Linked DNA regions of Mus musculus: region 1 is linked to region 2. The links are chromatin contacts, called in public Hi-C maps. All regions are on one chromosome and are shown on one strand. Each heading gives the region's core, a stretch centred on a gene start, on an enhancer-like site or on the middle of the called end of the contact. The rest is flanking DNA. Distances are from core to core; before and after follow the strand shown.

Evidence for each region. Hi-C and Micro-C count contacts between places; a contact is called where the count stands out from the background.
Region 1: a contact with region 2 is called in a Hi-C map of embryonic stem cells, with 4 times the contacts expected there. The contact joins the promoter of Sfrp4 here to the enhancer-like site in region 2. A contact is called at or near these places in 4 of 39 promoter capture datasets (embryonic stem cells, epiblast stem cells and stem cell-derived epiblast-like cells), 2 of 15 datasets of contacts at CTCF or cohesin (embryonic stem cells and stem cell-derived epiblast-like cells), 51 of 484 Hi-C or Micro-C datasets (the C2C12 cell line, the G1E-ER4 cell line, MC3T3-E1-derived osteoblasts and 12 more), 20 of 115 datasets of contacts at active chromatin or transcription factors (the 230-238 cell line, bone marrow-derived macrophages, embryonic fibroblasts and 5 more) and 3 of 9 other capture datasets (embryonic stem cells, macrophages and pancreatic islet).

What each region holds. Positions count from the first base shown.
Region 1 is chr13:19,620,086-19,625,683 of GRCm38.p6, reverse strand. It overlaps Sfrp4 (secreted frizzled-related protein 4), which reads right to left and starts at 2,509. Exons shown (of 6, transcript NM_016687.3): 1 at 1,807-2,509; 2 at 576-656; 3 at 425-490. The coding sequence starts at 2,251.
Region 2 is chr13:19,519,636-19,525,345 of GRCm38.p6, reverse strand. No RefSeq gene overlaps it. Among named protein-coding and RNA genes, the nearest start is that of 9330199G10Rik, 18 kb to the right of the region's middle. Within about 2 kb of position 1,480, at least 3 of the 459 cell types and tissues checked have an H3K27ac peak or open chromatin away from gene starts, as enhancers often do. A contact at or near this core is called in embryonic stem cells, where this site is marked.

The DNA.
Region 1 (5,598 bases), core at 1,260-3,759, 99 kb before region 2:
TGTTTTTTCCCTCTGGAGGAAGTACTAAATGGTTTGTTCAAGTAAAAGAGAGGATGCCTAAGCATCTGTAGCTGTTGGTGAAGAAAAAGGCACATGGTCATATCTTCATCCTCTGGTCTTCAGATAAACAAATCCTGGTCCAAAGCCCTGTCCTTCCTGTAAGGGAACAACCTGAGAAACGGAGCGGCAGTCTCGACCACTCTGTGCATAGCAGTTTTCACTGAGGTCAGTTTTTTATGTGAATTATTTATCTTGTGCTTGCTTTCATTAACCCAGCAAAGACACTTTATGGTTGTTGAGTGGTCCGGAAACCATGTAATTACCCATCCATTACCCCTTCTTGACTACTATATCCAGTCTCGTGCGATTTCAGTGCCTTGCTGTGCCAAGTCCCCAAAGCAAATGCTGTTATCAGAAAACTCACCATAGCTGTAGTTTTTGCTCAGGTATGTTGCCAGGGTCGGCTTCACCTTTTTGCACTTGCACCGATCTGAAAGAGACACAAAGTCCATGGGCAGTGGGGAAAGGACATCACTCTGCGCACAGAGCAGAGGAAGCCCGAGGACAGAACTCACCAGGGCTCAGACGTTTACAGTCAGCATCAAAGGACCTTTCTTGCACCATCATATCTGGTGTGATGTCTATCCACTTCACATCTGAAACACAAACAGGGCCTCAGGGATGTAGTCAATGCCTGGGTCTCCTCATTCACGTGGAATAGGAACCATTGGAGGCTACGAGCCAATACAAACATCCAACACAGTATTGCCGTAGTAAAAATAATGTGATTGTTACCTACCTTTCTCACTACAACTCAGGCCTAAGGAAAAGAGTCTTTGAGTCAAGAATTTGCTGACTCAAGCAGAATCTGATGCAAATGAACATCCATGACACTAACCTGGAGCAGTCTCCTCGCCCCTTCCCTGAGCACCCTGACACTGCTGTTCCAAGTCTTCTGTTAGAACCACCAGCCTGTTTCCACGCTGCTACCTCCCACTGCAGTGCAGGAACAGCCCACAGCTGCATTGTCAACAGTACTAAGCATAACTTCCAGGCTTAACAAAGTTGAAGCAGTTGTCTAATGTGAACTTTTTTTCTAGTATTCCAAATAAGAGAACCGTTTAAAGCAAGGTTGATAAATCACGCCCACCCCCTTTAACTCATATCCTAGGCGCAGCCTCTTTAAATAGAGGATGATCTGACTTAGGGGAAGCCTCAATAAAATAATGCAATAATGTTCTCAGGTTTCATTTCAAGAAATGAATTCGTAGTGTCCCTTCCAACAGTAACAGTAAAACAGCATAAAAGAAAATAACGGAGGAAGTGACACAGGATCAGATTAACCAACATGCCACAGGGCTCTGCTCAGTGACCACAACATAGGCACAGAGTGGAGTTTAACCAGGGCGACTACATTTACAAACTTTACGCCGCCGGGTGGGAAGCCGGAGCTATTATTGCTCTTCGAGAAAGAACTCCCGGTCAGCATGGAATGAGAACATATTAGCCACCACGTGCTGGGACTGTCTCAAGCACCAGCTTTCTTTGCTTAAGCTATTGTTTCCTTTATTTACCTTATATTAGACACTTAAATGGGTTATTCTCCAACAACCTTATTCTCCATGTCCTTCAGGGAGCTGTTTCTCTCCCCTGAGAAATCCCTGAGAGATAAACTTCTGGGCCCTTCACCTCCCCCAAGGCTGGGACAGGAGCTGGTGGGCTCTAAGCAGACACCATCTGCTTCTCATGCGAGTGTGTTTGTTCCCTAGAATCTCTTGGCCTCCTTGATACCTCCTCTTCTCTTACCTTCTGGAAGGTCAGTGACTATTGCCTCTGGAGAGATACAAACTCCACGGTCATAGACCGGCAGCTCATCGCAGGCCAGGCTCTCTGGCCAGCTGTGGTTATACATCTTCATGAGGGGCTCGCAGTCGTCACGTGCGCGCTGGCACACAGACTTGCAGGGCTTGATGGGATCGTGCAGGAACTCCAGGGTACAGATGGGTGCGTACATGGCACAAAGGAAGAAGCGCAGCACAGAGCTGCAGTTCACGTCCACTAGCTCTTCATACTGTTCGATGGCCAGGATGGCGTTCTCCTGAGTGCTGTGGTGCAGGTGGTTGGGCATCCGGGTGATGTTCCAGGGCATGTGCCTGCACATGGGGATGCGCACAGCTTCGCAGGGCGCTCCGCGAACTCCCAGCGCCAGGCGCAGCCACAGGCATAACGCCACCAGGATGGAGCGGAGCATGGCACTGTCCTCCTGGGCTGCAGTCTCTGCTGGGAGGACCCTTTTCTTCCAGCCCCGTTGACCTCCTTATCTCTTTACCTAGGGGCAGTGGAGTGAGCTTTCCTGCTGGAGCTCCAGTCTGCACTGATGAGGAGTTCTGGGGGGTTGGCCGTCGATCACCCCTGGGCGCACCGGCACTGGCAGCGCCAGCACTCAGCCTCCAGAGCAACGACCCCCGCGGGAAGCTCCAGTCTCGAGTCCCGCAGCTCGGAGCGCAGCGGGCCACGGCCATTGTGGAACCCTATTTATCCAGACGCGTCCCCTGACGTGGGCTCAGCAGCCTTGGCAGCGGCGAGAGCAAAGCCGGCTCCCACTCCGCTGCTCCACCCCCAGCCTCTCCTGCAGAAGCGATGACATCATCTCGGCCGCTCCACAGCCAAGGGCCATAGTTCTGCATTTCCCCCCAAAGTCCATCCTTTTTTTCGTCAGCTAGTCTTTTTTCTTCAGATCAAGAAAAGGAGCATCTTGCTTTCAGCCATTTGGGACTCTGGATAAAAGCCTGTGCAGGGGAGACTTTGCTAAGTCGGCCTTAAAGTTTCCCTAAGTTCAGAGTTGGAGCAACTGGAGCAACGTGACCCTGTTGTTGCCCTTTCATTTCGAAACACTTGTTTTTCCTTTCCCATAGGGGGCGAGAGAGGTGCCTCAGCTATGAGGGCAGTGTGGATCAGGGAAAGCCTAGCACAGTAGGTGTTGGAACTAGCACTGGCAGTTTATATAAGCCTTCCCTAGACCACCCTGAGTTGTGCGGAGTTTGCTATTGTTGCTACTGATGTTGTTTTGTGGCCACTAGACTTAGTTCTGGCTCAGATTTTTACCAGGCATTTGGTTTGTGACTGCTCCAGGAACTTGGAACTGCCCAGGGGTGCAAGAGCATCTCTGTGTTGGAGGAGTTTCTCTATTCGCTACTTTCTCTAAAATACTAATTTCTGAGCCCAACATGACTGGAAAACAGAAGAAAACAAAGATAACTTGAGATGCTGCATGCTGAAAGATTTTCCCAATCCACCAGCGTGATCTTTGCTAAATTGCCCGTTATTTTACTTGACTAAGAACTCACTAGCTTTGGAAAGCGAGCGTGCATGTTTACTTTCCTCTTCTTTGCTTTAGAAAGAGACATGAAAATCAATGCTGGTTCACAGAAAAGAGCTGTTACTGTTGCAAGTTTACACCAAATGCCTGCCAATCAGAAAGCAAGACTTCCGATGTAAACTTGCTCTCATCGTTGACAATAAGAAAACATGTTCTCTGAGTGTTAATCTTTAAAGGTATGGTTGAGCTTGAAACCTGGGTTAAAGGAAGTTCTTTTGCCTCTCCCTCCAACGCTGAGGCCCACAAGTTAGCTTAGGTGTGAATCTGACTGAGGATTAAAACAGCTGTGCAAAACAAAAACAGCAAAAAACAAACAAACAAAAAAACCACAACTGCATTTGTCATCCTTATTGTGTAAGGTATAGAGACAAACACTATGAAGACATTAATGATCCTATGAGATCAGATACTATTTAGATCTGTGTAAAGTACCTATTCATCCCGAGCAATCCATAAAGGCATTCTGCTTTCCTACTGAATAGGTCTCAAGTCCCAAAGATGCCAAATGCCATAGGAAAATATCAAGCAGAAGGGGGTGGCCAAAAGGCACCTCATGCCTTTTCTGGTAGTGAAATCCCAAACCTAGTCTACCGCCCCCCTCCCCGCACCACACACACTGAGCAAAAAAGATCATTAGATTAACTTTCTAATGAGAAGAGAGGGGGTATAGAAAGACAGAAGGACAGAGACAGAGACAGACAGAGGGATAAAAACTTCCCACCTCTTTCTCCAACCCAGTATAGATGAGACCCTAGGTTCCTCCCAACACTAAATGAAAACAAGAAAAGAACTAAAAGAAGGAAACTATTAAGACAGGAATTTGGGACAGAGGGGTAGAGCTCATTGTTGCGCTCACTCCAAGTTCACACTCAGCCTAAGGAAGCTACCTTCAATGTGGAACTCTACCTATCAGGCCCACCGATAGTCAGTCTGTCCCTGTTTTTCATAATGTTATACAGAGCAGAGGGACTTGTCCGAAAATTCTTGTCAATTGTCCTTCCTCTTCCTGCCCTCCCAAAAGGCTTGCAGCTTTAGCACTAAAGCCATTGTCCTCTAGTTGGGTGCTTCTCTGGGGTGACTCCCATTTGGGCTCCCTATTCTTCCTTTCTCCCCTCCTACATGCCTGCTGCTCTCAGGATTTTGACCCTAGCTTTCACCTCAGTCTTCCCTCTCCCGTCAACTCCAAGTTTCCTCATTCTCAGGACTTTTGAAACGTAGGTTGGAGAGTTCCTTGTCAAATATCCCTGGGAGGGGGGTGGCAAGAATCATCCATCCATCCATCCATCCATCTCAAATTCTCTTCAGTGACCCTTTCTATGCCTGTGGCTTCCGAATCTAAGACTTGGGCACTGCATGCTCAAGCCATGCAGAACTGTCTTTGGTTGTCTCTACCTAGATATTCCCCAGTCATCTCAAAGCTAACTGGCTGAACTACAATTTTCCTTCCTTCCTTCCTTCCTTCCTTCCTTCCTTCCTTCCTTCCTTCCTTCCTTCCTTCTTTCCTTCTTTCCTTCCTTCCTCTCATTTACCCAAATCAGAACCCCCTGCCTCCAACTTCAATCTTTCTTTGTAATTTCAAGCTCCATTCCACCCTACCCATCCCCATTGCTGTCACTCAGCTACTCTACAGCTGGCTTGTAGTGTAGCAGCTTCTGCCCTGATACCCTGCCACTCTGTCTGACACTGCATTTTCTTCCTGTGCTAGCCGAGTGAGCTTTCTAATATACATCGCTTATGAGGGTTGTCCCTGGCTTTTTGTGGGCTTGTGGCTCTCACAGTCCTCGATATCAACAACAAAACACTCAACAGCTTTTAAGGCCCTAAATGATCAGGCTCCTGATTGTCTTACAGATACTTGCTTGGGCTCCAATCCTGGAGTTCTTTTGACCTCACTCAGAAATGCCCCAAACCATTTCCTCTTGGCTCACTCTTCTTCATAGTAGGTATTAAGTGGAAATGTAAATAACATTGTAAAGCAAGGGTCTTTAAAAAATTGCCTCATCTCATCTTGTTTCTATATTATTATTAATCCTACCATTACTTAAACACACACACACACACACACACACACACACACATACACTAAAGTAAACCTCTAAAAACACAAACCTCTGGACTTGAAGCTTTGACGTGTAGGAGAGAGGAATCTCACTGAATTGAGACTCAGGCCTGAGATTGGAAACTGCACAACGAACACCACAGAAATTTAGTGTCATTTC
Region 2 (5,710 bases), core at 231-2,730:
AACATGTTTCCAGACTTTAACTTTGGCCAAACTATACAAAGCTCAATGCTATCTACAATCAGCTTGGTTGATTTTATCATTAATATTATTTATGATAATCATTCTTTATTTAGAAAGTTCCTAAAGGTAAAATTGTCATAGACCTTGAAGTCATTTCTGACTGCTTGCCCTCACCGCTCCCTGCAAACATTTCATGATCAAATTCTTCTGTCTGTGACTGAAAGACAATGTATTAGAGTAGGTGTTAAGAGCAGTCCAATTGACAGGAGCCTCAAGGACCTGGTCTATCATTCAGACAGACTAAGGCAAACCCTTGTAAAAAGTTCTCTTCGGTCGTATGCCACAATGCATCTTGCTCCATTGGTAGTTGTAGGGGAAATTAGGTTGACATGGTTGCTGAGATGGTAAAGTAAAAATTGGCATGTTAATGTAGGGAATGGTTCCATTCAAAACGAGATCTTCTTTATGTTATGACTTTTACTAAACTCTGTGCGTCCTTAGTTTCCTCTGCAAAGAGACCTACTGGTGCCCACTCTTGCAACTGCAGGTCTGCTTCTGCTCTTAAAACCCAGTGTGCAGTAAGGAGCTATCAGGAATTTAGTGTGAGATTCAGAGTTGAGAGAGCTGAAGCGGAAAGTTCTTCTGTACCATACAGATGAGGACAGCTACTATTTCATCATCGTTGCTGCCCTTTGAAGGAGCATTAGTCCTTACAGCAAACAAAGTGATGGCAGAAAGCCATGATGGTTTCGGTGTCTTTGATTCGACCTGTGAATATTTTAGTATTATACTCTTAGACTTTCTGGTAAACCAAAAGGCGCCCCCCACCCAACCATAACTTGCAGATCCCAGGCCATGTAGCCCCTTGGCCTTACACAGCAAGCCGTATCAGCTTCAGCAATTCCAGCTCTGACCCAGGACTACTAGGTAATGGAACGGTCTGATAGCATTACAGTGATAAAATACAAAATGTCAGACATGAAAGCCTCCTGCCTTTTCAGAAATACCGTCTTTCAATTACAAGAGGCTTTTCATCCCATTAAATCCTGGAGGGGTTTTGTTTTGTTTTGTTTTTGTTTTTGTTTTGAGGCAGCTTTTAGACCAACAGAAATCTGAGAAAAGGCGTAACTCACTTATTCAATATTTGATGGCAAATACTGGATGATCTTGAGCCAAGTGCTCCTAACACAAAGATCACATTCTCTGCCCCACTACTGATATTGCTTCTCAAGTCCACTTTGCCCCGCCAGACTCCCCATATGTAAAGATACTGAAAGACACATTGAGCTTCCCCCAAAAATTATCCTACAACTGTTTCCATGTCTCCAACACGTCCTACAACTAACACCATGAGAACTAGTGATACAGAGTCCCAATTCCAATGTGGGTCTAGTAATATGGGGACTTTTCTAATCAGGCACCAATAGAACCTGGAGTGTCTGTAACATGCAAAGGCAAACATCATTACCATAACACTGAAGCTACAACAAGTCCCTCCCACTGTCCTCTGGAAGCATCCTTGCTGTACTCCAGGGGCATCCTGAGCAGAGCACCTCGAACATTTCAGAAAGCCCTGAGAGATCAGAGAATTCGCTTAAGGAGAACAGAGCTTCTCTGTAATAATTTGACTACACAATCATAAGTTGGTACATAGTGGTGGCGAGGTTCACTTCCACAGTTATGAAGAGTCCATGAGCCCCTCAAAACCATTAAATCGTAGTGAAGCTGTGGTCATAGCCTATATTCTCAGCTTATACCCAATTTTAATAGGAGTGTCTCCAGTATTATTCAAAGTGTGTTGTAGAAGATTGGTTAGGAGTGTTTCTTATCATGTTGAGGAAAAGCTTCTCTACAAGCAGTTTATCTCATTTTCGTCAAGGAAAAGCATCTTTATGAGACACATTTTGGAGCCTTCATTGTCTAACACTTTCTGCTAACTTTCTTTTTTTTTTTTTCCAGACAGGGTTTCTCTGTGTAGCCCTGACTGTCCTGGAACTCACTTTGTAGACCAGGCTGTCCTCGAACTCAGAAATCCGCCTGCCTCTGCCTCCCAAGTGCTGGGATTAAAGGCGTGCGCCGCCATGCCTGGTTCTGCTAACTTTCTATCTTAAACAGCCCAACATGATAGTTAAAAAATCTTCTTATTATATCGGGTTCACAAAATAAGAAGGAAGTTTTCATATTTCTATAGTCCATAAAAGTCTCTATGGTTAGAATTATCACGCAAACGTGACTGATTAACCACGGAATACTGAGTATGCTTGATGCTACTAGTTAAATGCTGTGTATTTAAATCACAGATACTGTTCTCCCACCTTTCTGTCTGGTAGTTCTAATACTTACCTCCAGAACCTGTTTAATGCCTTAAATCCTGCATTTATAGCAATTGTCAGTATTGGGTTGGCTTTGGTGTAATCTGTCCCTCTACATAAAACATTTAAAGTCATCTTCTTCATATCCACAAAATAGTTCACTGGAAAATTGAGTGTGGTTGCTTTTTAGACAAAGGTAAGAGTTCACATGATTTCCTACTCCCCCTTCCTTGCTCTGACAGTCTCGGCAGGGCTCATCATTGTCATTTTGTCTTTGGGCTGATAGATTCCACACCACACTACAGACATTAAAGGACTCCCCAGAGGCTCAGGCCTGAGAAAACTTATGTTTCTTGGTTCTTCGGTTTTTTCCTCATTGCTCATTAGCAACATGTAATTTTCTTTTCTCTATCATTCAAGAGGCAGCATGAAAACAGTCACAGATGACAATGATGACTGAGGTGGAAACACTGCGTTCTGTTGTGAATGGCTTCATATACATGGGCTCTTCCTGTGTATCATGATTACACTAAGCATAGACTTCTAGCAACTGTCTCAGGTCAACAAGCTGGCATCAGCCGCCCTTTAGCATCACCATATATGTGATGCTTTCTGAATGGCAGACCCTAACCAAAGTGTCTAGTGCAGAATGGGAGGGCACAAAAAAACAAGTGAGGCAAATGCTGTACTCAAGTCAGGAAATAATTTTGTGACTCACTGCCAGAGATCCTATTAATGAACTAACAGTTCTATATTTGTCTCCTTTTCTTCCCATCCAATCTCATTCCATTAGGCTTGAAGTAGATGGAAACAGTTCTAATATTTGGGATATTGGCATAAAGGCCTTTATCCAATTTAGTGATTTGTTGTCTTAATTGTATCTATATGACACCACTTTATGTTAACAACCCTTGTGATCTGATTCAGGTCACACAGGATACACAGAGTCATGCAACGTGCACTTCTCTTGGTAGAATATATCCTTAAATATAACCTGTATTAAATACACACAGACAATAATGTTGGACTACCCCTGGAAAAGGTTTACCTTCTAAAGCTTGTCCAGTTCACAGGACAAAAGTAGATATACCTGTTAGCCTCGCCCTTTTATGAAGCACTGACTAATTAGAGAAGTTACTAAGAACTTTGAGTTCTTTATATGAAACATGCTTGCTCATTTGCAGAGGTGGCATCTATAGTGACATGTTAACTTTCAGCTTTGCTCGTTGTCCTAGCTTGCTTTCTATTGCTTGGACAAACATTGTGAGCAAAAGCAACCTATGGAGGAAAGGACTTATTTCAATTTACAGTTCCATCAAGGAGGGAAGTCAGGGCAGGAACTCCAAGCAAGAACTTGGAACAGACATGCCTAGAAGAGAAACCATGTGGGGATGCTGCCTGCTGGTCTGCTGTTTGGCTCATACTCAGCTAGCTTTCTTATACTACACAGCCCTATCATCGAGCAAGACTGTCTCTCACAGACCCCATCAGAGCCAGGTTTGATCAAAGTTTGATCTTCAATGAACTCTAATGTTTTCTCTTCTCACATAACTCTAGATTATGTTAAGTTGGTAATAAAAATGAACCAGCACACTCATTTTATCAGGTCCTTTCAAGTTTAATATTCTGATGCTAACAATTGACCTCTGACTGGCTGTGTGATACAGCTAACAGAAAGAATAAATCAGAGTGGATTTCAGCCATTCACCTGAGTGTGATTCCTGATATAACTATATGCCTTTATTGTTTTGTTAACTGCTATCAGCTGTTTATATACTATCTAAACACATTCTGTATCCTTTTATTTTTATTGTTCTTATACTTATTTATTTATTTTGTGTCCAAGAGTGTGTGTGCAGCCTGTGCTCACCATGGAGTGCATTGAGTTCAAAGGACAAATTCAAGAATGAATTCTCTCCTTAAGTGAGTCCTTGGGATAAGAAAGTCTGGCAGCTGATTATAGGATGAATCCCCGGGTGCGGCAGTCTCTAGATGGTCCATCCTTTCGTCTCAGCTCCAAATTTTGTCTCTGTAACTCCTTGCATGGGTGTTTTGTTCCCAATTCTAAGAAGGGGCAAAGTGACCACACTTTGGTTTTTGTTCTTCTTGAGTTTCATGTGTTTTGCAACTTGTAACTTGGGTATACTAAGTTTCTGGGCTAATATCCAAACGCAGACAGCATTGCATACGCCAGCAAGATTTTGCTGAAAGGACCCTGATATAGCTGTCTCTTGTGAGGCTATGCCGGTGCCTGGCAAACACAGAAGTTGATGCTCACAGTCAGGTATTGGATGGAACACAGGGCCCCCAATGGAGGAGGTAAAGAAAGTACCCAAGGAGCTAAAGGGGTTTGCAACCTTATAGGTAGAACAACAATATGAACTAACCAGTACCCCCAGAGCTCCGGTTTCTAGCTGCATATGGCCCAGTCTGCCATCATTGGGAAGAGAGGCCCCTTGGTCTTGCAAACTTTATATGCCTCAGTACAGGCGAACACCAGGGCCAAGAAATGGGAGTGAGTGGGTAGAGGAGTGGGACGGGAGGAGGGTATGGGGGATTTTTGGGATAGAATTTGAAATGTAAATGAAGAAAATACCTAATTAAAAAAATTAAAAAGAAAAAAAAAAGAAAGAAAAAAAGCCTGGCAGCAAGTGCCTTTCCCAGCCAGTGATCTCATCAGCTGACCATTGGTTTTAATATGGTCCCACCCTAGCAGTTACACTGCTAAGAGCAGGACCACCTATGTTTTCCAAATACCAGAGCATCTGAAGTGACAGTGACAGAGCTTTTGGAAAGTAAGAAGGAAAGATGTAACTGCTAATATAAAATGTTGGTCTGATTAAATGACAAGCTGGTTCTCCACCTTCATTTCAAATGCCAACCAGGCCTGCAGGAACTTATTAATATCCTGTGGTGCGATTCTCTCCCTCTGTCACAGAGCTGGTTAGTAAGAGGTGGAGATGCAACTGTGAGGTCTCTTGGAGAGGAAGCAGTGGGGCACATGCTGTTGTCAATGAGCAATCATAATACTCAAACAAAACAAAACCAAGAAATGTCTACACATCTGAGGCCTGGACCTCTGAGAAGCCTTATGAGTCTGAAATGTGATGATCATTCTAAACCCCCACTGTGCCCAGAACGCGCCCCTCAAGGGCTAAAGGCAAATAATTTATTTACCTTAATGTACTTCCCAGGAACTTCACATTGTGCTAATCTTACATATCTCACCCAATTAATGAGCCTGGTCCCCACCTTGTCACCTCTGTCTGAATAGCACTGAAGTATTTCTTTACCTTTATGTAGCCTAGAATTTACCTCATTTTGGTCCTTCATGTTATATTTATTTAAGGAAGGCAAAAAAAGTTAAAGTAAATCCCTTCATGCTGTACTTCCCAAAA